6 separate regions of the Mus musculus genome follow, and regions 1, 2, 3, 5 and 6 are each linked to region 4. The links are chromatin contacts, called in public promoter capture Hi-C maps. All regions are on one chromosome and are shown on one strand. The core of a region is the stretch at or near the end of the contact, and the rest is flanking DNA. Distances in the headings are between cores, read along the strand shown. Region 1 holds the start of Fut11 (fucosyltransferase 11). Region 2 overlaps Vcl (vinculin). Region 3 holds the start of Sec24c (Sec24 related gene family, member C (S. cerevisiae)). Region 4 holds the start of Plau (plasminogen activator, urokinase). Region 5 holds the start of Adk (adenosine kinase). Region 6 overlaps Vcl (vinculin).

Evidence for each region. Promoter capture Hi-C pulls out the DNA fragments that hold promoters and counts their contacts. Capture Hi-C pulls out chosen DNA fragments and counts their contacts.
Region 1: a contact with region 4 is called in a promoter capture Hi-C map of macrophages, with 5 read pairs. The contact joins the promoter of Fut11 here to the promoter of Plau in region 4. A contact is called at or near these places in 11 of 39 promoter capture datasets (3T3-L1-derived adipocytes, the C10 cell line, the HPC-7 cell line and 7 more), 8 of 115 datasets of contacts at active chromatin or transcription factors (the SCID.adh cell line, bone marrow-derived macrophages, effector CD8 T cells and 3 more) and 3 of 9 other capture datasets (adipose tissue, liver and pancreatic islet).
Region 2: a promoter capture Hi-C map of hippocampal neurons shows a contact between it and region 4, with 1.8 times the contacts expected there. The contact joins the enhancer-like site here to the promoter of Plau in region 4. A contact is called at or near these places in 10 of 39 promoter capture datasets (the C10 cell line, cranial neural crest, embryonic stem cells and 4 more), 3 of 115 datasets of contacts at active chromatin or transcription factors (bone marrow-derived macrophages, embryonic stem cells and pancreatic cancer cells) and 2 of 9 other capture datasets (adipose tissue and embryonic stem cells).
Region 3: a promoter capture Hi-C map of macrophages shows a contact between it and region 4, with 5 read pairs. The contact joins the promoter of Sec24c here to the promoter of Plau in region 4. A contact is called at or near these places in 3 of 39 promoter capture datasets (the C10 cell line, hippocampal neurons and macrophages), 5 of 115 datasets of contacts at active chromatin or transcription factors (bone marrow-derived macrophages, embryonic stem cells, memory CD8 T cells and 1 more) and 3 of 9 other capture datasets (adipose tissue, liver and pancreatic islet).
Region 5: a contact with region 4 is called in a promoter capture Hi-C map of liver. The contact joins the promoter of Adk here to the promoter of Plau in region 4. A contact is called at or near these places in 7 of 39 promoter capture datasets (the C10 cell line, cranial neural crest, hematopoietic stem and progenitor cells and 4 more), 1 of 484 Hi-C or Micro-C datasets (nephron progenitors), 3 of 115 datasets of contacts at active chromatin or transcription factors (the 230-238 cell line, embryonic stem cells and memory CD8 T cells) and 4 of 9 other capture datasets (adipose tissue, embryonic stem cells, liver and 1 more).
Region 6: a promoter capture Hi-C map of liver shows a contact between it and region 4. The contact joins the enhancer-like site here to the promoter of Plau in region 4. A contact is called at or near these places in 12 of 39 promoter capture datasets (the C10 cell line, the HPC-7 cell line, cranial neural crest and 7 more), 1 of 15 datasets of contacts at CTCF or cohesin (the NIH/3T3 cell line), 1 of 484 Hi-C or Micro-C datasets (muscle stem cells), 7 of 115 datasets of contacts at active chromatin or transcription factors (bone marrow-derived macrophages, embryonic hindbrain, embryonic stem cells and 1 more) and 5 of 9 other capture datasets (adipose tissue, embryonic stem cells, liver and 2 more).

The regions. Positions count from the first base shown.
Region 1 is chr14:20,693,060-20,696,803 of GRCm38.p6, forward strand. It overlaps Fut11 (fucosyltransferase 11), which reads left to right and starts at 1,909. Exons shown (of 3, transcript NM_028428.2): 1 at 1,909-2,639; 2 at 2,729-3,354. The coding sequence starts at 1,944. Sec24c (Sec24 related gene family, member C (S. cerevisiae)) reads left to right here. Exons shown (of 23, transcript NM_172596.2): 22 at 85-174; 23 at 592-1,791. The coding sequence ends at 732.
Region 2 is chr14:20,969,141-20,973,001 of GRCm38.p6, forward strand. The region is part of intron 2 of Vcl (vinculin); the gene reads left to right. Among named protein-coding and RNA genes, the nearest start is that of Vcl, 42 kb to the left of the region's middle. Within about 2 kb of position 1,946, at least 47 of the 459 cell types and tissues checked have an H3K27ac peak or open chromatin away from gene starts, as enhancers often do. A contact at or near this core is called in hippocampal neurons, where this site is marked.
Region 3 is chr14:20,671,700-20,675,673 of GRCm38.p6, forward strand. It overlaps Sec24c (Sec24 related gene family, member C (S. cerevisiae)), which reads left to right and starts at 2,622. Exons shown (of 23, transcript NM_172596.2): 1 at 2,622-2,689.
Region 4 is chr14:20,834,441-20,838,219 of GRCm38.p6, forward strand. Plau (plasminogen activator, urokinase) reads left to right here and starts at 2,222. Exons shown (of 11, transcript NM_008873.3): 1 at 2,222-2,294; 2 at 2,609-2,695; 3 at 3,170-3,200; 4 at 3,338-3,445. The coding sequence starts at 2,639.
Region 5 is chr14:21,050,873-21,055,038 of GRCm38.p6, forward strand. Adk (adenosine kinase) reads left to right here and starts at 1,702. Exons shown (of 11, transcript NM_134079.4): 1 at 1,702-1,828. The coding sequence starts at 1,767. Ap3m1 (adaptor-related protein complex 3, mu 1 subunit) reads right to left here and starts at 1,570. Exons shown (of 9, transcript NM_018829.4): 1 at 1,268-1,570.
Region 6 is chr14:20,993,458-20,997,687 of GRCm38.p6, forward strand. It overlaps Vcl (vinculin), which reads left to right. Exons shown (of 21, transcript NM_009502.5): 7 at 1,555-1,645; 8 at 2,388-2,535. Among named protein-coding and RNA genes, the nearest start is that of Ap3m1, 57 kb to the right of the region's middle. Within about 2 kb of position 1,539, at least 28 of the 459 cell types and tissues checked have an H3K27ac peak or open chromatin away from gene starts, as enhancers often do. A contact at or near this core is called in adipose tissue, bone marrow-derived macrophages, liver and 1 more, where this site is marked.

The sequences.
Region 1 (3,744 bases), core at 659-3,158, 140 kb before region 4:
TCAGATGATAGCTAAATCTGTGTTGTTCCCTTTGGATGGACTTAAAAGTACTTTATCATAGTAATGAATACATTTTTGTTCCAGAGTGTTCTGCCAGTTCTGGATAATCCACTGTCTAAGAAAGTTCGAGGTCTCATCGATAGCTTACGGGCACAGAGAATGCGGTACATGAAGGTAACACAGATGTTCTATGTTTCACAGTGGTGGGGCTGGATATTGAACCTTCTGTGCCAGACAAGTACTCTTTTTTTTTTTTAAAAAGATTTATTTATTAATTATATGTAAGTACACTGTAGCTGTCTTCAGACACACCAGAAGAGGGCATCAGCTCTCATTAAGGATGGTGGTGAGCCACCATGTGGTTGCTAGGATTTGAACTCAGGACCTTCGGAAGAGCAGTCAGTGCTCTTACCCACTGAGCCATCATCTCTCCAGCTCCAGACAAGTACTCTTATGCTCAGCGCAGTAGCCCTGCTCTGAGTCCTGGATTTCTTGTCAGGTCATCAGGAAGGAAGCTGGGGAGGGAGCATACGCGTGTATGCGTTCTTCCTTACCATTTGCCCTTCCTTACCATCTGCCTTCTGCCTGTAGCTTATCGTGGTCAAGCAGGAAGACAAGCTGGAGATGCTGTTCAAGCACTTCCTGGTGGAAGACAAGAGCCTAAGTGGAGGTGCATCCTATGTGGACTTTCTCTGTCATATGCACAAGGAGATCCGGCAGCTACTGAGCTAAAGCAAGTGGGTAAATGGCATAGGGTCCCAGGCCAGCTTCCAGGAAGAACCCCAGGATGACAGAGAAATTGGGACAGTTCCATATCGTATAAGTCATGTAAGCTGACCTCAGTTGACTTCTTTTGGGGGGAGGGCGAGATATAAGGAGACACCGTCTTTCTGGGCTCAAATACACTACCACTCTGTCATGTCCTGCTGATCGAAGGTGCCTCAGGCCCCTTACTCTACCCTTTCTCCTGCTAATCCTCTTGTAATGAATGTAGTTTCTCAGTTCACTGTATATGATTCGGTGTTGGGGGTTTGGAGGCAGCTGGGCCCTGGCAACAGTGTGTCCCTTTGGATGAGCCTCCAAGAGGAAGGGCAGGCAGGAAGAAGTGGGAATCCCAGGGTTATTACAGGAGGTGGCAAATTCAGCTCCGTGTCATCAACAACTTCCTATATTAGGGACAAAATATACAGGTGCACAAGAGCTGGGGTACAGGCCGTAGGTGGTGGAGAGTAAAATAGTTGGTCCTTTGGGTGCCTGATGGTCAGTAGCAAAGTCATAGTTACCGAGGATGGATGACTAATCTCTCTACTTCCACTGCGCGTGCTCTCTCTCCCCTGCAATGATTGGTGAGCACTTCGTGGATGAATGAGCCTGGGGTAAGAATTGCAAAACATATTAACACCTTGGGGAAGTAGCAGCCTCCTTTCCAGATGGAGAAGCCCCAATCCTGGATGGTTCTGTAGAGCGCCTGATGGTCAACTTGCAATACCTCACAGAGCCAGCCCACATCCCACTCAGCTTCCACCAGAAACGTTGTTGGGGAGAGGCAGATATGGCTGGAGCCCTGTCTTCCGGTGCCAGGACGTTACTGGGCTTTGGTATTGACTGAGTGGCTGACAAGTTATCTTCCAACTCCAGTTGGCTGGGCAGGACAAGGGCTAGGAATGACCGTGGTCAGGCCTGCCTGCTCCCAGCCCAGGATGCCCCTGCTATGGACCTTTCATTTCTTTTCATTGGTTTATTTTTCAATGCATCTTTAATTTGTAAAGAAATAAAATAAGATGTAACCAGTATCCCTCTCATTACTCGCGACTTTTCCCCACCCTGCCTGCAGCTGAGAGGAGTTACGCATGCGCCGCGTGCCCCTATGGCGTAGGACCTAGTCCACTCCCCACCCGCCGCAGGGCGGGGTTTCGTGCTGTCCGAGGGGGTCCGGTGTGGACATGGCTGCTCGCTGTACCGAGGCGGTGCTGGCCGCCCTGGGGGTGCTCAGTGTCTGTTCGGCCAGCAGCTCCGGGTCCGAGGCTTCCGGGGAGGCAGAGAGGGAGGAGCCGTGGGATGGCGCGGTTTTCCGGCCTCCCGCCGCCCTAGGCGCCGTGGGGATAGCGCGCGGGCCCGGGTCCCCGCCTCCAGGGAACAGAGAGGCGGTGGACCTACCAGTGTTGCTGTGGTGGAGCCCAGGTCTGTTTCCGCACTTCCCAGGTGACTCGGAGCGCATACAGTGTGCGCACGGCGCGTGCGTGGCGTCCCGGGATCGACGGGCGCGCGCCGACCCGCGGACGCGCGCGTTGCTCTTTTACGGCACGGACTTCCGCGCGGCTGATGCGCCCCTGCCGCGCCTGGCGCACCAGAGCTGGGCGCTCCTGCACGAGGAGTCGCCGCTCAATAACTTCCTACTGAGCCACGGCCCGGGCATCCGTCTCTTCAATCTCACCGCCACTTTCAGCCGCCACTCGGATTATCCGCTGCCGCTGCAGTGGCTGCCCGGGGCCGCCTATTTGCGCCGGCCCGCGCCTCCGCCCCGGGAGCGCGCCGAGTGGCGTCGCCGCGGATACGCGCCGTTGCTCTATTTGCAGTCCCATTGCGATGTGCCTTCCGACCGGGACCGATACGTACGCGAGCTCATGCGCTACATCCCGGTGGGTGAGAGAGCGGCGGGGCGGGGCGGGGCGGGGGTGGGCCGGGCGAACGCCCCACCCTGCTGACCGCCGTGCTCTGACTCGCTTAGGTGGATTCCTATGGCAAGTGCCTGCAGAACCGCGAGCCGCCCACCGTGCGATTACAGGACACAGCCACGGCCACCACCGAGGATCCAGAACTCATGGCCTTTTTGTCCCGGTATAAGTTCCACTTAGCTCTGGAGAATGCCATCTGCAATGATTACATGACAGAAAAACTGTGGCGCCCCATGCATCTGGGTGCTGTGCCCGTGTATCGTGGATCACCCTCTGTGAGGGACTGGATGCCCAATAATCACTCTGTCATCCTAATTGATGACTTTGAGTCCCCTCAAAAGTTGGCAGAGTTTATTGACTTTCTGGACAAAAATGATGACGAGTATATGAAATACCTGGCATACAAGCAGCCTGGAGGCATCACCAACCAGTTTCTTCTGGATAACCTGGAGCACAGGGAGTGGGGAGTCAACGATCCCATGTTGCCTAATTACCTCAATGGCTTTGAGTGTTTCGTCTGTGACCATGAACTGGCTCGGCTGAATGCCGAGAAAGCACATGCATCCTCTCATGGGGACATTCCTGTCCCCGAGCCTCGCATTGCCCAGTCGTCGCACATGAACTGTCCAGTGCCTACCCCTGGCTTTGGGAAAGTCGAAGAGATTCCCGAGAATGACAGGTAAAGGGGTTGCTGGGTTGTCCCGCAGCTGCCAAATCAAACTGCTTGCTTTCTTAGCGCATTGGGCTCACTTTGCTTTAAGTTGTCAGTAGCAGTTGGGGGGCTGGGTGTGGTGGATACACCTGTTATTCCAGAGGTGTGGGGAAGTTTAGAAAACTTGAGCACATAAAGTGGAGCCAGGCTATAAATAGCCTGTAAGCCAACGTGAGGATCAGCACCTGAGCTGAGTACCTTTGATGGGGAGCCGGACAACAAAAGATGAGTTTTGGTTGTGCTGTGATTAAACCCAGGGCTTTCTGCATACCAGGAGGATATTTTTCTACCTAGTCACACACTCAGCCCAATAAGAGCATTTTGAAAGGATTTTCCCCATCTGCAGTAATCAACTAA
Region 2 (3,861 bases), core at 696-3,195, 130 kb after region 4:
TTAATACAGAAAAAAATTTGCAGGACCCAGCAAGGCTTTCTTTGTGTGGGTGGAACAAGTTATTTGGTCTCTGACTGCACTGGAAAATGAGTTCACAGTTCACTAAGTTTACCCAAGATTTGAATCATAGCCACACTGCTTAATAGTTGCCATAGAAACTGTTTTGATCCTCATAAACTTTAGGAGAGCAGTAGCCATGATGGGCTATTGAAATGTTAGACTTGCCTCCTGAGAAGTGGTTTTGTCCTTTAGAAACTGTCAGCAGGCATTGCGGCTCTTTCATCCCATGTTTATATTTTTAATTTTCATCAATCATCATCAGTCAGCTGAGCACTAATTAATATTTATATATAATTGATTGATTAATAGCCTAGACATACTCATTGGCTAATTATTTATTGCACTCTATTTGTCTAGCATGCTCATTGCTACATAGAATAGCAGTTCATAGCAGTATACAGTGAAAAATCCCCTGTGAAAGGTATTATAAGTAGTTTATTAATAGTAATAAACTACAATATTTACTGATACTTTAAAGAAATTGAAGGATGACAAGATGGCTTAGCAGGTTAGAGGATGGCTGCTCTTCTAAAGGAACTGGATTTGGTTCCCAGTACTCACGCTGTAGCACACAGCCACCTATACCTCCACTGCAGGGCGTTAGAACCTCTTCTGGCTCCCACAGGCACCAGGCAGCGTATGCATATACTACACAGACATGCCGACCAAACACCCACATATATAAGATTAAGAGAAAAAATTAAAATAAGTCCATTGAAACTGGCCAAGAGGTCGGAGTAGGTGTTGTTGGAAAGAAAAGAAAATGAAGACTATTCAATCACACGTCCCTCATCTCTGCTTTCTGTTGTTTTCTTACACTTTCACTGAAGTGTAGTAGACTGCTTTGCTTTTTACTATGTTTTTTGTTGTTGTTGTTGTTCTTATTGGAAAAGGAATGAGTGGAGTTACAGCTCTTATGTCTGGGAATTGCACGTAGTTCTAGTCACACACATGGGGGCATGCTGGGGCGTGTCATATATATGAACTGTCTTTTGTTTTTCTTTTTCAAAGAAAAAAAGAAAAAGTCTCACACTTAGCTCATCTGGCATCAAATTCAAGATCCTTCTGCCTGAGCTCCCTGAGCTAGATGGATTACAGGTTTCTTTTTCTATGTATCAAAGAGAAACAAAAGGTGGAGATATTCTGAGAACTTTCAAAATTCAGGATACAATGGACTTTAATAGAACTGTCAGAGTAGGCGTGACTAGTAGAAGGAGGTGGTGTCATGTTCAGTGTGTGACTTGGGAGAACAGAGAAGGCAAGCTAGTGTGGATGCAGTAAGACGTGGATGTAAGTCATGGAGGTGTACGAGGAAAGGGCTGGTGATGGCAGAGGTGGCAGGAACTGAGCCTCGTGCAGTAGGCTGGGCCCAGGGATGAAAGTCCTTGAAAGCCTGGCTGGGGAATTTCCAGCTGGCAGGAAAGAAGCTTTGTAGTTTTAGAGCCACAGGATGACAGCACGAACGTGGTTTTTTAGCAAGGTTCATAACCAGATTCACAGTGGATAGTAGGTGGCAGTGCTAAAATGAAGAATAAGTTGTGTGTCCAACTGGCTAGCTTCATTTTCTGTCAGTATGGACTTTGATTCCTTTGATCCACATTGATTCCTTGCAGGTGAGACATGTTTCTGATGAATTGTTTGAATTTTTCTTGGCAAAAAATTACCTTTGTAGTATATAGTAGAATCTTATTCTTTAAACAGATTTTTTTTTTTTTTTTGAGACAGAGTTTCACTGTGTAGCCCTGGCTATCCTGAACTACTTATATAGACCTCACACAGAGGTTCACCTGCCTCATTCTTATTTCTTGGCCCCATCTAAGGCTGCTCAGTGCCCGGCAGTGTTCTCAGGCAATCACTTGCGGTCCTGTGCATGAAGTCCCTGTAAGGAGCAGAGTGCGCACGTTCTGCTGCAGGCTGGCAAATGCTCTTGCACAGGGACTGGAACGTGTTACCTTCTGCCTCGCTGCTGCTCTCAACAGCTTGCTGGGAACTGTCAAAGCTCTGGTTGATTTGCCAGCTTGGATTGTTTCTGAAGCATATTGGGCTCTCTAGGCCTGCAGAATAAAACAATGTTCTGAGAGTGCTGTGTGAAAGAGAGCTCGGTGCGCCATCCATTCGCTGTGTTTCCCCGGGAAGCACCTTGCCCTCATCCTTATTGAACACTCTTAGTTCAGCATCATTTTGGCACATACCTGTACAATTTTAACACAGTTTATATTTATGTATAACAAATACATTTTAAAGGTATTAAAACATAACTAGATCTAATTTAGGTCTTTTTTGGCCTAAGGTAAATAGTGTTTTGTTTTATATTATTAGTACTTATAAATAGCTTTTGTTTTCTTTTGATCTTAAGCACGCAAACAATTGTCTTGGGATTTGTATTTTTAAACCCACTGGTTGGTTAAAGTGCATAGGATTTTTGATTTTTAGAATTTTTTGAAAAATCATATCATTCAATGCCATTTGTTTGCCTGGGGCTAATGTATGCTTCTGATGTTTTAGGGTGGTTTGTTTTATTCTTTCATTGTTGTTGTTTTGTCTGGTTTTTAACTTGAGATTTTTGTGATCCTTTCCATTGCTATTTTAAGAAGACTTTTGTCTCTTCAACTGAATGGCCAAATTTCATGAGATAATGCTGCCTGACTGCATTTTTGACACAGAGCAAGCACTCTTGATTTTAAATAGCTCCCCTTTGGACTTGCTGTACCAAACATGGCTGCATACTGCCATTTTGGATTTACTTCCTTAAAAATAACTTGACCCCACCCAGGGATCTATCCAATAATCAGCCACCAAACCCAGACACTATTGCATATGCCAGCAAGATTTTGCTGAAGGGACCCTGTTATAGCTGTCTTGTATGAGGCTATGCAAGTGCCTGGCAAATACAGAAGTGGATGCTCACAGTCATCTATAAGATGGAACACAGGGTTCCCAATGGAGAAGCTAGAGAAAGCACCCAAGGAGCTGAAGGGGTCTGCAGCCATATAGGTGGAACAACCATATGAACTAACCAGTACCCTCAGAGCTCGTGTCTCTAGCTGCATATATAGCAGAAGATGGCCTTGTCAGCCATCACTGGGAAGAGAGGCTCCTTGGTATTGCAAACTTTATATGCCCCAGTACAGGGGGATGCCAGGGCCAAGAAGTGTGAGTGGGTGGGTAGGGGAGCAGGGCGGGGGGGAGGGTATAGGGAACTTTCAGGATAGCATTTGAAATGTGTATAAAGAAAATATCTAATTAAAAATAACTTGAATCTTCTCAGTAATAAGCAGACTCAGTTTATTAATTTGCAGACAAGGTCTAAATAGGTTGATGGATTAAATCTTGTTTACTTTATGTACCCTTCAATTAGAAATGAGCAAATAAAACATTAGGCTTGTGTCACTTGTGTTCCATTGTCTACAGAGTAATCACAAGGTTGAAAAGAGCTCAGAGGGCCCAGGGAGATCACATATACATTACTAGCATGTATATACATAATATTACCATGTTTGCTGGCTAGTCTTATGTCAACTTGACACAAAAACTAGTTACCTAAAAGGAGGGACATTAACTGAGAAAGTGCCTCCATAAGATCTGGCTGTAAGGCATTTTCTTAGTTAGTAATTGATGGGGGAGGTTCTAGTCTATTGTGGGTAGTACCTCCCTGGTCTGGTGATACTGGGTTCTATAAGAAAGCAGGCTGAGCAAGTCATGAGAGCAAGCCAAAAAGGAGGCACCCCTCCATGTCTTCTTCATCAACTCTTGCCTGTTCCTGTCCTGATTTCCTTCAGTAATGAGAAACAATGTGGACTT
Region 3 (3,974 bases), core at 1,372-3,871, 160 kb before region 4:
CTATGGGTTCACCTAAAATCACACACACACACACACACACACACACCTAAAATAACACACACACACACACACACACACACACACACACACACACACAACCCCTCATTACTGGTCTACACCTACTAGGTAGTAACTGAACAATCACCAGGCAAGCACCCTATACTGGCCTCCATCTACACCTACAGTTTTTTCTCTTTATTTATTTACCTTTTTGAGACAAGCTCTCACTACACAGCCCAAGCTAAACTTGAACTTTGTTTTTAAAGATAGGGTCTGGGGCTGGAGAGATGGCTCAGAGATTAAGAGCACTGACTGCTCTTCCAAAGATCCTGAGTTCAATTCCCAGCAACCACATGGTAACTCACAATCATCAGTAATGGGATCTGATGCCCTCTTCTGGTGTGTCTGAAGATGGCTACAGTGTACTCATACATAAAATAAATAAATCTAAAAAAAAAAAAAAAAGACAGGGTCTTATATAGCCTAATCTGGCCTTGAACTTGTGATAAACAAGGTGTGCCTGAGGTTCTGATCTTCCTGTCTCTGCCTCCATTCTAAGTGCAAAGTTGAGTTATAGGAAAATTTAAAATGCAATTTATAGCCTCCATCTTTAAGCTGTGAATCTTAGCTCTTATTAGGAGTGCATAACTTTAAGCAAGACAGATTATATCTGCCTCCTTATGGTGTGATGAAATATGAATGGGATAAATCATGTGAAATGCTAAGGTGAGGGAGGGCTCAAGCTCGGGCAGCTCAAGTGCTCAACAAATGTTATCTGCATTTGGCAAATTCTTAAACTGACAACTGTTAGTCAGCAAGAGAATCAACCAGGAGGGAGTCATTTGTCAAGCTTGGTGTAATGGAGTACTGTTTGCTGAGCCCCGTCCCCAAAACTGAACTACATGTAGGTGAATTAGAGCACATTTCTAGTCAGCTTTGGTAGCATATGCTTTTAATCGCAGCTCGCTGGGGGCAGAAGCAGAAGGATCTCTGTGAATTGGAGACCGGCTGGATCCACACAATGAATTCAGGAGGGTTATACAGTGAGACCTCCTATGAGAGAGAGAGAGAGAGAGAGAGAGAGAGAGAGAGAGTCATAAGAGTGGATAAAAGTGGTGGTGGTAATGTACCCTTTAATCCCAGCACTTGCGAGGCAGAGGCAGGTGAATTTCTGAGTTCAAGATCAACCTGGTCTACAGAGTGAGTTCCAGGACAGCCAGGGCTACACAGAGAAAACCTGTCTCTGAAAAAAAAAAAAAAATCCCAAATAAATAGGAAAGATATTAATTTACATTTCTAACAAGTCTCAGCTGATACTGATACTAGGATCCACGGACAGTATTTTAAAAGTGGATAGAAACAGGGCTGGTGACAAAGAACACTGGCTGCTTTTCCAGGTGACTTGGGTTTGATTTCCAGCATCCATGTATCTTACAAGATTTGTTAACTCCAGTTCCAGGGGATCCAGTGCCCTCTTCTGGCCTCTGCAGGTACTGTAGTCACAAAGTGCACAGATACACATTCAGGCAAAACACCCATACATAAGACATTTTAAAACAAGCTAGACAGAAACAACTGACTGGTTAGTAACTGACATGCAAACTTAAATGCCCATTTTTCTCTAAGCATGCATTACTGTGTAACTACCATTACGTAGGAAAAAACCCCACAAAACAGTTTGCCTACTCTATTCATGAACCTAAGTTGGCCCAAAGAAGTGCTTAAAGCATAACAGCACAGAAAGAATTCCAATGCATGCAACGGAGAGGTTGGAAGCATAAAAAGTGGGAGTTCACGGTGATCATGGGTTATATATCCAGTTTCAGGATAGTCTGCCTATAAATTGAGATCCAGTCTCAAAAAACTGATTAGAGGATAAAAGAGCAATAATCATTTATTAGTTAACATTGTTCTCTGAAGAGTCTTATGATTACTGAAAGAATTGTAGCTCTTTTAACAGAGAGCAGGGAGGTCTTTATATTCTGGTAGAGTTACCTCTATTAAAAAAAGGGCAAGGCATAAAATGGTAACTAATCTTTATTGAATAAACATTATACTGAACAATCTTAGGAAACGTCTCTAAATTCATCCCAATTCACTGTTCGACACGAATTCTTTTCATTAAAGAAGTAAACCGGGGCAGAAGTTGTCCAAACATTGAACTAATCGGCCCAAAGTCGAGGGTTAGAACCCACCCTACCACTACCACGTGTGGCTCAAAGGTCAGGGTGAGCTCTACCGTAGGGACGCAAATCAACGGGGTGAAAGGTTAACAGGAAGTGGATACAAGACTAGCTGTCCTTAAAGTCAACACACGACGAAGGGAGCGTTACTAAAAATAATCTGACCTAGTTTTCTCAATACCCTCTCAGCTGGTAAAGCCATAAAAAAAGTCTGGAAAATGTGGAAAAATCTGGAAAGGAAAGAAAAAAAAAAAAAAAAAAAAAAGCATGAAACTCAGCAATACTTTACAGACTGCGTCCATGACGGGATACACCACATACGCATGCGCAACATCCGGGTTTCCGGAAGCGTGCCTAAGGCCGACGTGGCAGAAGGAGTGGCCTAGCCCTAGAGCATGGGGCGGAACTTCCGGGGACGGCACGCCAGCCCCCCCCCCCTCGGAACCGGAAGTTGAGCCTGGGAGCCTTGACGTTAGGAACGAAGTCGAACCTGGATCTGGAGCCGGGTGAGGAGTGGCATCGCGAGGTTGCGTGGTGGGGAGGAATGCTGAGGAGAGGCCAGGGTATTTTTGGCCTGATCGCTGTCCGGTTTTAGAGGAAAGGGAGGAGCCTGGAGGCGGGGCCTAGAAAGAGACCCTCACCTCTCGCATCTGTGGCCGGCGATCGGTCTTAGGTCCCCGGACCCCTCCCTTCACCTCCTGGCCCAGGTTCCGGCTCGCTTCGCCCTCCCAGCATGTTGAAGGGCATTAGAGGATTGGTCTTTACTGCTTAGTGAACCGGCCCTCTTCGTGGCCCTAGAGGCTGGCTTGGCTTCCGGATCTCGATCTCTGGAGCGCTCAAGCCTCCGCATCTCGGGTACTTTCAGAGTTCTAGGAAGCTTGCCCCGCCCCTTTCGGTTGTCACCCTCGGCTATCCCCCTAGAATGGAGTCAAGATTGGAGTTTGACTCTGAGCTTATTCGGTCCCTCAGCCTCCTTCAGGAAATTAAAGGGAGAGGGACGTTTCCCAGGCTTGATGTTGGTGGCATGTGCAACGTTTAGCGTTTGGAAGGACTGTTCTAAAATGGCTTTGACTTTACAGAGTTTTCAGTCCGGCAGCGGTTTAGCTTCTGGGCTCTCCTAGCAAAGAGAAACCTATTGTTCTACTGCAGCACCTGAAAGGAGGTCTCACTCTTCCTGGGCCTCTTCTGCCTGTATAATAACTAGAAGGATGTTTAGATCTCCAGTCCCCTTGTTGGAATGACCCCTGAAAAGGACCTCCAACTCATCCTTCTGTTCCTGGGCAAGATTGCAATAGTTTGATAGCGACCTATCAAACAAACCTTAGAACAGAAACAATTACAGGCATGCTCTTGGATGTAGAATACCCATAGTCCTCTGCTTGAGACATGAGATGAATGACCTTTGCCATGGAATATTGCTACTTTTTTTTTATCTTAAATGTTTCATTTGTGAGGTTAATACATTCTGTTCATGGAAAGACTGGGGTCAGAGTAACATTTGGATTATTGTAGGTCAGACAAAGAATACTGTTTCTCCCAAATAGCTACTTTACAGTTTTTCTTTGTGTGTGTGTGTGTGTGTGTGTGTGTGTGTGTGTGTGTGTGTTTGAACAAAACCTAGTACATTTGAAGTTATTCTGTTTTGGGGGATGAATGGATGACTTGGTGGTAGATACAATGAATGGAAAGTGGAAACATTGCTTTATTTACCTGTAACATCATGGTAGTTATCAGGCAGAGGACTCTGTGTGACTGCCTGGACACTGAAAGTCATACCACTGGAGAATGGCT
Region 4 (3,779 bases), core at 972-3,471:
TCCTCAGGCTGTAACACCTCTGTTTACATTTTGATCACGTTTGTTTACAATTAGTGGCTTCTTAAACATAAACATAACTGGCCACAGTCTTCTAAAGGAAGTAGCAAGTTGCCTCTGAGATCTATGGAATCTCTGATTCAGTGGTCCTGTGGGTTGCTAGCAGCTCAGCTGCGCAAGGAAAACGTATTCTGAAGAACGATGGTCACCTGCCTACCCAAAGCTGGGTATTCAATGTGTACTTTCCTATCCAGAGGTTGGCATTCTGGGCCACTGGCTGGGGTAAAGTCAAGCAGCCTCCTCCTTCCTACCTCCTGGCATTCTTTTCCAAGGTCCAGGTTGACAGTAAAATGTTGTAGGCTCAGGCTTATGGAAATAAAGCAAAGCTGGGGCACTAATGAATGGTGCGGGCTCAGGCACCTCTTCTGTGGAAGGAGCATCAAAATGACCACTGGTCCTTGGCTCTGAGGCACATGTTGCAGTGACTGACCCTTGGAATCTTTTCTGAGCACTCCCTACTTTGCCTGAGGGGTGTGTGCATGTGTGCATGTGTGCATGTGTGCAAGTGTGTGCATGAGGGAGGGTGCTTTGTCTTCAAGATGTTCAGGGCTCATTTATACATGACCTGTCTTTATATAAGCCTATTTTATTAGATAAATTATTAGATAAATAATTGTTTTCGTCTTAACGTGATGATGTAAAATGCTGAACACAAGTGCATTTACAGTGTGGAATTGGCAACAGAAGAGATGGCTAGGCTCACACCCAAAAATAAAATGTGTAATTATTTTTTTAGAATGGCTGATACGAGGACGTGTTTAAAGTTTTTAAAACAGTGTGAAATAGTATTCAGTGAAAAATAAACATTCCTTTTATCTTTTCCTTCAGACCCACAGCCTCTCTACTACAAGGGAAGAGCAGACACCCCCACTGTTGTTGCATGTTGATAGCCCACACTAACGAGGTTTGAGTATTCCTTGCTTTTTTTTTCTATCCTGTTACAATGTACTGTTCATGTTACTGTTCACATCACTGACTGCTCTTCCAGAGGTCCTGAGTTCAATTCCCAGCAGCCACATGGTGGCTCATGACCACCTACAATGGGATCTGGTACTCTTTTCTGGTGTGTCTGAAGAGAGGACTGTGCACTCGCATACATAAAATAAATAAATCTTTAAAAAAAAGACACCCCCCCTTGATTGCTTATTTGTGTCTGTGTGCAACCACAATACCAGTGAGGTATGCACTCAGTCCTGATCTATGATCCTCTGTATTGGTTGTATTCTTTTCCAGACAAATAAATGGATTGTTCATTATAGGCATTTTTCAAAAGACCCATTGACACTTCCATAGCAGCTGCTGTGCCAAGACTTTGCTCCCACAATCCTAACATAGTAACCATTACTGCTTTTTTAAAAATCATAATTATTTTTGAGGATTTCACTATGTAAATTAGTCTGGGCTTGAACTCGCAGAGATCCACCTGCCTCTTCCTCCCTAGTGTTTAGATAAAAGACGTGCACCATTAAGTCTGGCCCTTGCCATAAATTTTAAAATTGTCTTTCAAAGATTGACCTTAAACCAAACAGCAAATCTGAATAAAATCTGACCTTGCCTTTCACCTTCTGATGACAGTATTACACTCCCTGACGACAAACTTCACTCTTGTCTTCTGATTCACTGCTTGCATTAGTGGCATTTGGAGAACTCAGCATTTGACATGTGGGAGCCTTTGTTAGTAGGTATTTTTTGTTGTAAAGGAACTGCGACTTATACCCCTCTATCAGACATCTGAATCAGTGTCGTAGGCAGGTAGGGGGACAGGTTGGAGAAGAACTGATTAAACCACTAAGGAAGAGGCTTGAGATCAGCGAGCCAATGGCTGGAGCGCCCTCACCACGCTACACTGGGGCCGCACTAGGTGAATGAAAGAAAGGAAGAATGTTCAAGCCGCCGGATCATCGCTCGATCCAGACAGACTGCGTTAAGTTTGCTCAGCTGGAAATTCCGTGACTTCGTCAAAGTTGGGAAGCAAGCGCGGTCCAGTTGCGGTGGGATGCAGGAAAAGGAAAAGGAGAGAGAGAGAGAGAGAGAGAGAGAGAGAGAGAGAGAGAGAGAGAGAGAGAGAGAGAGAGAGAGAGAGAGAGCCGCCCTCCAGCAAACCTGGGCGGGGCCAGGGCTCTGGCGGGCCCTAATAAAGGGCGAGCAGCGCCGAGCAGAGCCTGTAGCCCCAGAGCTCTGTCTGTCATCCATCCAGTCCTTGCGTGTCTGCCAGCGCCCTTCCGCTGCAGTCACCGGTGAGTGCTGTTGGTCTGAAGCAAGCCTAGCGGGATGAGGCAGCCAGGGCTCCCGCATGCCTCCCTTCCCACTACCTTGGCTGGCGGAACTGTGGGCAAGGTCACCACTCCAGCCCTTCGCGCCCCTCTACAGAGAGGTTCCATGGTGTTGTGCGGATTCAGAGCCCGCAGAGGGGAGAGACTGCCCGGCTTGGGGAGGTTGGTCACTGATGGCTTGCCCCGCAGGACACCTGGAGTGGCTTCCCTTGGTCTGTAGTAACTCTGCCACCTTCAAGCTGCTCCGCTTCTTGTCCTGACTTCTCCTTCCTTTGCAGAACTGCTGTCTAGAGCCCAGCGGCACTACCATGAAAGTCTGGCTGGCGAGCCTGTTCCTCTGCGCCTTGGTGGTGAAAAACTCTGAAGTGAGTGGTCTCGCTGCTTTAGCACCATCAGGAAGGGGCTTGCAGGATCCCTTAAGCAGCATCAGGGGAAAAATGGGGGCTGCACGGGGAACTTAGGCATCAAAGGCAGGTCCAGGCTTTCCCAGGAAATAGGACAATGTATCAGCGGAGGGCTTGTGCACCCAAAGAGGTTTGCACTATCTGGCAAGGGAGGAAGAAGCCACGGGGAGTGCCTTAGCCCAAGGGCACCTGGTTTGTGTGAAGTTTGCTTGAGTCAGTCCATGTCTGGGTGCTGGCTAGTAATAAACAGAAAGGGGAGAGACAGACAGGGGTGGGGTGGGAGAAAGAGAGAGAGAGAGAGAGAGAGAGAGAGAGAGAGAGAGAGAGAGAGAGAATATTATGAGTGAATGAATATCACTGGAAGGGATTTTGAGGTGGGGACCTGTTTATCCTGAACATGAATTCCCTAGAGCATGTCACCTTCATCTCTTGCAGGGTGGCAGTGTACTTGGAGCTCCTGATGAATGTGAGTATCTGCTTCCTTGCACAATAGTTGGCTGCACAGAGACCCTTGAAAAACCTTAGGAGACATACCCTCCCTGTCCCTGCTGAAAGGCTGGCTCCCCACTTGATCCTTGCTTACCCCTCCTTTGCATTTGCTAGCAAACTGTGGCTGTCAGAACGGAGGTGTATGCGTGTCCTACAAGTACTTCTCCAGAATTCGCCGATGCAGCTGCCCAAGGAAATTCCAGGGGGAGCACTGTGAGATAGGTATGGGGATTTGGACTTGGAATGTGGGAGTGGGGGAGGACCAGAGATCTTAGAACAGGGACAGATGGGTGGGATGCAGAAGCAGGCAGAAGCTGGCCTTGGAGGTGTGGGTCTGTTACCCCAGCACTTAGGAGGAGACTGAAGCCTGGCCTCCATAGTAAGTCCTTGTCTCAAAAGGCGGGCGAGGCGCAGCTAGAGAGACAGCTTAGTGATTAAGAACACTGGCTGCTCTTCTAGACATCCTATAGTTTGAGTTTCAGCACCCATAGAGGTGGGTTACAGCCATCTGTACCCCCAGTCCCAGAGAATCTGATGCCCTCTTCTGACCTCTTCC
Region 5 (4,166 bases), core at 452-2,951, 220 kb after region 4:
GTATCTGTACACTGAGTGTGCAGTGCCCAAGAAGGCCAGTAGGGGGAGTAGGATCCCCGTGGGACTGGAGTTACAGACAGTTGTCAGCCACTGTGTGAGGGCCAGGAATTGAACCTGGTTCATCAAAAGTGCATCTAGTGCTCTTAACTGACAAGCCATCTCTCCAGCTCCAAGACTTTTTTTTTTAAATCTATACCGAGAATATATGATTGTCATATTTGATGTGATGGGTGATGTTGGTTAAAGTAATTTTAGTGATAACTCAGTAGGATGTTGGCAACGGCATAGCAGTGTGGTTCTTAGCTAAAAGCAGCAAGTAGGTAAAACAAAGATAAGGAGACTGAGATGGCTCATCAAAAAAGGTGTCTGCTAGCAAGCCTAAGGACCTGAGTTTGAGCACTAAGACCCTCATGGTGGAAGGAGAGAATTGTGGCCCAGAAGTTGGTCTCTGAATTCTACATGTATATTGTGGCATGCAACACACATACAACAAACAAATAAATGTAAAAAAAAAATGTTTAAAAACCAGGAAGACACTGAGAAACAGACGATAATAGCAGTGGGACTCTCTCAAAAGGGGGGCACGTTTTCTTCTTTCAATACAGAGGAAGGATTTATATATTTGCCTGCAGAAAATTCCTTTTCTTCTGTGTAATGTGTTTTCAAGTCAAAATCCCAAATGCCACCAAAAAAAAAAAAAAAAAATTCTTTCCCCGCGAGAACGCCGGATTTTTACAGTGACTCAACTTCTCAACTAGGAAGTTAAAGCTTCAATATCAAACAAATCCACTGCATCCAATCAGCCCACCCCTCATTATGTTTCCATTCTCCAGGCCACCTTCTTAGTTTACAGCCCTGTCACCTGTCTCCTGAGAAGCTGCAACACCCTACTCACTGTTTCCCCATCCCAGGCCAGCTCACGCAGGCGCCACCCTATAAAGAGAGCGTTCTTAGCTTCTTCAGGGGACTTGCCCTCCAAGGCCAAACCTGGGGTCCTACAAATTCAAGTCGTCGGTACTGCACCTCACTATAGATGACATTTCCCGTGCCTGGGGTCCAGGGTCCGAGAACCCTACGTGGCAGGTGCACCGCTCCCTTCCGGCCCAGCTGGCTAGAAAGCCCGGACGTGCCGGGCAGGCGCGGCCCCGGTGCACAGCAGCGGGGACGCTCCTGGAGCCCAGGCTAGAGTCCCGAGCCGGAGCTATGCGGTCTACTCCCCGGCTTTGGAGAGGTCTCCAGCCCGGAGACTCCCCGCCCTCACACTCACCCCGACACCTGGGCGACTCAGTGATTCGGTGCCGGGTCCTCTCTGCACCGCAGCTGAAGCAGCAGAGAATGCCGCGAGGACCCCGCGCTCGGAGTGCCCAGCAGATTGCCTGACTAGCAGCCGCAGAGGCACCAAGGAGGTCGGCTGGACTAGATAGACACAACGAGCGGAACGGCGTTCAGTGAGAGGCTCGGTGTCTACAGAGGTTGAAGATCTGACTCTTCCACATTACTCAGGGGCTGAAGGAACGGGGAGGTTGGCACTCCCTGAGCGCAGGCGCTCACCCGCAGCCTAACTCCGTTTGGGGTCCCTTACCGTAGTAATCGAGGTCCTGTAGGGAAGCGCGTAGAGCCAATGGTTATGGACTAGAGTCACGGATTGGGCGGAGCTTGGAGAGGCGGGGCTTAGTGGAAAGGGGGCGGTGACGAGCTGAGGGGCGGGGCCACCGGACTGAGGGGCGGGACGCGCGGCAGAGCCAAACTACGGTGAGAGTGTGAAGATGGCAGCTGCGGACGAGCCCAAGCCCAAAAAGCTCAAGGTGGAAGCGCCACAAGCGCTGAGGTGAGAGCTGCCCTACGTGGGGGAGGAGGGAGATGGCACTCGCAGTGAGCCAAGGCCCACGTGGGCTGGCGCAGCTGGTTGGTGGCTGCGTTCGTGGGGCCAACGCGCTGGACCTGCAGCTCGGGGAGTTGCCCGCGTAGCTGCTGTTCCCCTCAGTGCCCTCTTGTTCTGGACTCTGCTCAGGTGCATTCTCGGCCCTGGCAGCCACTGACCAATCAGAGCTGCTGGCCCGGGGGCCGAGCCTTCCTCTGGCGCCACGTGCTTGTCTTCGCGGGCCGCGCTAGCGCGACCCCAAAGGACCTATCTGGAGCTGCATCCTTTCCTAGGGTATTTAGCGGGAAGGCGCCCGGCGCCTCCTGGACCCTGGTAAAAGATAACATTCTTGGAATTCTTCAGAAGGCGTTGCAGAAGAGCGTTTTGAGTTTTCCGTCAGCTTTCTGAAATCATCTTTGGAGACCCCCTTCATGGGACCCCCAAGCAACCTCAGGCTTAGGTTAGGAAAGTTTTTGTTTGTTTTTCTTTTTTTCCCCTTTGCATATTTGGCAGGAGCGGAGAGCTCTCTCTCCCAACACCTGACGCACAATTGATGTTGCAACTTTCATTTACAAAAAGCCGTTCGTTTTTTTAAAAAAAATTTCTTCCTAATAAGTATAAAGTCCAGCGCGCTCAGTGTCTGATGACTTTGAAGTGCTCATTGGAAGGCAGTGATTTTGCTACCTAAAAATAGACGCATCAAACTGATTTAAAACCGTGGGCCTGTTACTGATTATACAAGGCAAATTCCATTTATTTCAACATATTTTTTCCATGTTCAAAAGGAGAATTGATTCACAACTGAAAAGGAAAGTTGGGGGGTCCCAAATCATGTTCTTGGTGGAATGGGTCTGAGCAGGTCCCTTTTAGTGGGTTTATTTAGTGCCTATTATTCTTAGAAGGTTATTGTGCATGTCTAATACCACAAACGTAAAACATTAAAAAAAAAACAACCAAAAAACTGAGGATGTTTTATTTTAAATTTTAGATTATCTGGGTCAGTGAGATGGCTCAGCAGATAAGGGCATTTGCTGCCAAGTCGGATGACCTGAGTTCAGTCAGACTCCAGGACACACGTGGTGGACGGAGTGAACCTATTCTGTTCTTCTGTTGTCCTCTGGCCCCGCCCACTGAATAAACGCATACTGTCTCCTTAGATTTTCTTTTAATAAAAATGATACTTTATATATTATGATGATCCATTTTAACAGTGCTTACCATCTGAAGTAACGGTATAAAGAAGCCTCCATGAAAGAAATGCAGGGATTAACCTTATTTTACAGGTGAGGATATTGAAGCTCAAAGAAAACATTTAAGAAAGGAAAATTCGAACCCTGGGCATCAGGATTCAAGTTTATTATTTGGTTCTAGTGTGTTTACACAACATCCAAGACATGCTTCTATTCGAGTATGCATTTTTAAAAATGATCCATGGTAATGATTAATACTTAGATATGTATATGCCAGGTGCTGTTTCTGCATTCTACGTATTTTAACTCAAATCCAAACCAACCTGATAAGACCATTTCTATAATTATCTCAATTTTACCAAAAATGAAGAGCCATATACATATCTGTCTATTTAAAATTGTAGATAATTTAGAGGAATAAAATTCACTTTCCATAATGCTAACCTATTGCTTTCTGCACAGGTGAAGTTAAAAGATTTTGACTGTATGGATTCTTTAATTTTATGCAGAGACCTTTGAGTAGACTGTTCCTCCCTTTGTTAGTTAGGATTGCTGAATGATAATGCATTTCGGCTGAATTGCTCTATGATTTTCCTGGCAGTTAAGAGATTTCTACCAATTTTGTTTAACTGTGAGAGAAAACAGCATAAATTGTAGGCACAGTTTAATGTATAGAATTCGTCAGTGGAGAACATATAAATTAGTAAAAAGCATTTATAGATATTAGGAAAAGAATTTAGGAATTTGTGAGTTGTCAGTTATCTTTAGGAAAATAGTTCTTATTTTTATTTATGTGTATGTGTGTGTGTTTGTGTGAATGTGTGTCACATGTATGCCAGAAGAGGGCTTTGTATGCCCTGGATCTAGAGTTGAAGAGAATCAGTTATGAGCCATCTGACGTGGGTGCTGGGAGCCCAATCAGCTCTTCTGAAAGAGCAGTTTGCTCTTAACCATTGAGCCATCCTTCCAGCCTAGGAAGTGATTTTTAACTTGGGGAATTTTATCTTAGACGAAACATTTAGCAAAACTTGGTGATAATTTTGGTGGAGTAGGGGAGTGGAGTAAAGTTTAAAGATGCTGGTGAGATGGCTCAGAGAGGAAAAGTGCTTGCTGCC
Region 6 (4,230 bases), core at 289-2,788, 160 kb after region 4:
GCTGAGTTTTCAGCCTGTTCTTTTTGTGTTATAGTGATGACTCTGACTTGGAAGTAGGGATGTGCTCAGTGCCCCCTTGTGGAAGCTTGATGGTACAACCCTGGTAGGACTGGAAATAAGAAAGTTTAGGAATAAGGGCATGCGAAGAATTTTAGAAGTTAACATTATGCTTTGATGGATTGACTCTCTGGGAGTCAGTTCTCTAGTGCAAAAAAAGGAGACAGAATGTTTTTTAAGATGTTAAGTAGAGATGGCCAGACTAGGGCCAGATGTAGCACATACCTTTAATCCTAGAAGTTGAGGCAGAAGCAGATCACTGGAAAGCCAGCCTGGTCTGTGTGATGAGTTCCAGGGAACTAGGGCTACACAGTTATACCCTTGGAGGTGGGAGAATGGGGGCAGAGGTGTAGAGACAGAGACAGAGACAGAGAGAGAGACAGAGAGAGAGAGAGAGAGAGAGAGAGAGAGAGAGAGAGAGAGAAGAGGAGGGGAGGAGAGGGGAGGGGAGGGGAGAAGAAGAAGGAGGAGGAGGAAGAGGAGGAGGAAGAAGAGAAAGAGGAAGAGAGGGAGAGAGAGACTGTATAATCTCCCAGTTCTAAAGATTGGCACATGGATATTTGTTTCACTGTTATTTTTTATGTATTATAAATTAAGCTGGGAGTCATGGCACATACCTTTTTTAATCAGACAATTTTATGTTAACAGACCAGCCTGGTTGACATAGCAAATTTTGTCTAGCCAGAGCTACATAAAGAGACCCTGTCTCAAAAAAATTTTTTTTTCTCTTATTTGGTTGTTTTCTAGTGACATCCTAGCAGATTCTGTGTTAGTTTTATGCTTATCATCCTGAGTCCTGGTTATAAGCAATACATTGAGATCCATTTGTTAGGGTGGGGGGGGGGAAATCTAAGGACGAGGAGTGAAGAACAGCAGGGAAGGCCAGCAGTGCGCTTCCTTCTTGTAAAACTTTTTGTGGTTTATTTTGAGAACTAAAACAAAATGGTTACATTAATACTATTTATTTTTTCCAATGAGTAACTCTTTAAGTTTTTTGATTTATTTAATATAGTGAAATACCATCTGGTGTTTGTGCGTGTGCATTTTAAAATAAGAGATAAAAGGACTGTGCTTTGTGGCACCACATACTAATAAGGCTTGCCTAGAGCAGGGAGGGCTCTGGCAAGGCTTCCACTTGATGTTGAGGCTCCACAAGTTTCCTACCGGATGGCGACCATTAGGAAAGCTGATAATGAAGTATGAGCAGCAGGGCTCCTTCCTGCTGGAGACATTAGGCATTTTTTTGGCTTGAGCAGTTTTTTAAGCTTTTTGCAATTTTAGCATTGAAGACACCAGGAGGCAGAATAGAATTAACTGAAGATTTGCATGCAAGATGTTGCATTTTGACAGACACAAGACTTGTGGTGTGGTGAGATTATTTAAGGCTGTTGTAGGACTACCTGAGCTGTTGTGTGTTAGTGCTGTAACTACTGCTCTGTAAAAATTAAGAGACCATGTTACAAAACACACAAGAACTGTGGCATTTCTCTTCCAAAGGACACTGAAGCCATGAAGAGAGCGCTGGCGTCCATAGACTCCAAATTGAACCAGGCCAAAGGTTGGCTCCGTGACCCCAATGCCTCCCCAGGTAACTCTGCAGTAAAAAACTCTGTTTTCTGAACAATAAACAGTTAAAATCAAATCAAATGAAGGAATGGGAGGAATCCTTCCATAATCTCACCATCCTGAGGTAACTGTGGCATCCTGCCATAGTTCTGAGAAATTGAAACATCCCTGGCCTTAAAGGATGAAGGCATAAAATCTCTCATTTCTCACCATGAATAAATAAACCAAGTTAAGCCGGTGTCTTTGAAAAGTTACTGCTTCGCCCATCCCCTGAAGCAGAAAGGTTATTATTTTGAATAAACACCCTTTTTTGCTAGTTCTGTTTGGAAGCTGGTGCCATTTATGTCAGCAAAGTACTTAGTTAAGTAGATTGTACAGTGATCTTAATGTAAGATATATAAAAGTTGAATATATAAAGATAAGACCCAACAAGGCTTTTGGCTTTTCTAATTTAATATTTATTCCACTTCAGATTGTTTGAGCAAATGTGAAAAGCCTAATGGAAGTTGGAGGTCCTAAGTCCTGTTGAATTATGAGACTACTTTTCATCAGCCACATACTTATGGCCACTGCATATCTCCAAGCAGATATGGTACAACATATCTTCCTTCACAGGGCCTGTGGTTAAGCCTCGCCTTATGTCTATGGGGCAGTGTGTGGCTGTCAGGTCTTGTATTCCTTCATGAACGGAATGACTTGTGATGGGATCTCTCTGGATAATTGATGTGTTCATGGTGTAGATATTGACTATCTCACTATTTTAGGGGATGCTGGAGAGCAGGCCATCAGGCAGATCTTAGATGAAGCTGGAAAAGTTGGTGAACTTTGTGCAGGCAAGGAACGCAGGGAGATCCTAGGAACCTGCAAAATGCTAGGGCAGATGACTGACCAAGTGGCTGACCTCCGAGCCAGGTAAGGGTCCTCTCCTTTTCTTAACCCGTGCTGAACAGCTCACTCCTGAGGAGGTGATTCAGAGCACAGGTCCACGCCGATTGTATTGAACTGTCCTTTGCTAATAACAGAGCTTTAAAATATTCAAAGTCTAATAAAGTTAGAGCTCATTATATAATTATTAGGTTTTTTTATGGATGGGTAGATAGAAAATTCCAGTAGGGCTGGAGATATACCCCAGTTGAGAGATTGCTTGCTTAGTATGTGTGTAACTCTGGGCTTAGTTCCTAGAACCCATTAGCCAGCAAGGAGCAGGTGCCTCGAATCCCTAGAACTCTGGAGGTGGAGGCAGGAGGACCCGATTTCAGTGTCATCCTCAGCTATCTGCTGTACTGAAGGCCAGCCTGAGCTACATGTGTAACAATACTTTTTTAAATATAAATCCTGCCATCCACCCCAATGTTTATACATTCCTAAATGAAAGACATACACTCAGCCTTTGCATTTTGATATGCCTTAAATAGTGTGAGAGTTGGGCTACCTTCTAACCTCCATGTCGTTAATCTGCCTCCTGTTGATAAGCCCGAGTCATTACTTACAAGATTCTACATTCTGCCTTGGCTGCCCTGGAGCCAGAGGGCCGCACTCTCCCAGCCTCTTCACGGCTGCCCATGCCTCCCTGTCCCCCACTCCTCAGGCATGGCGTCTTTCCTCACCTTCTCCTGGCATGGTGGATCTCTTCCTTCCTCCTCTCTCTCCATGCCAAGCCCAGGAAATTCTCACATCCTGCCTCTGTCCTGCGGAGTCATTGGCTGCCGGCATCTTTATTTACCAATCAAAACCAATTGGGGACAGGGCCCCTCAGTGTTTTCTGTAAGGCACTCCTGTAACCAATTTTGGGGACCAAAATTAACATTATAATACAAGTAGCGTTAGGCCACACCCACTACAACATGAGATACTAGGTTTTTTTTTTTCATTTTGTGTTTATTACTGTGTACATTTATTTTAAAAATTGTTAATATTTTAACACTATTCTTGTGTGTACACCTGTACTCAGAGCCATCTCACAGAGCCCCTTATAATTTGTTTAACCTTCCCTTTATCCTCCTCAAATCTTTGTTTTCAGAGCACCTACCCCTAAATAAGTACACTTAGTTTGCTATTGAAATAATGCAGTAGAATGTAGATTAAAAAATACTCCTATGGGGTTAATGAATATATTTATAGACATTGAGAGGATTGAATTGAGCTGAAGTTCCTAAAGGAGATGAGATTGCTTTTGCTTTGAGAATGTCCTGAAATTCCTTGATCACTGTTGTCCATAGCATACCGTTTCTTTAGGGCACAGAAACAAACCTCAGCATGCTATGTGATCCAAAGTGTATCCAAGCTAACTATAGCTTATAAAAGTACTTCTTTTGGACCACATGAAATTTTTATTCTTATGAAACCATTCATCTTTACCTAAAGCAATGCAGATATCTATATAGTATTAGGGAGTCTTTTGTGGAGTTTTAGATGTGTTGTACCCATAGGCGCCCCATGGCTTTTGGAGTGTGTGTCTCCTTGGGAGAGGGCACAGCTCTGTGCAGTCTCATGGGTCTCACTGAGCCCGTTTCCCAGTGAGAACAGCCCTCCTTGTCGGGAGCATGGCAAGAACTTTGCAGAAGGGACAAAATAAGTTTTGTTCCCATTTGGAAAAATGCCAATGCA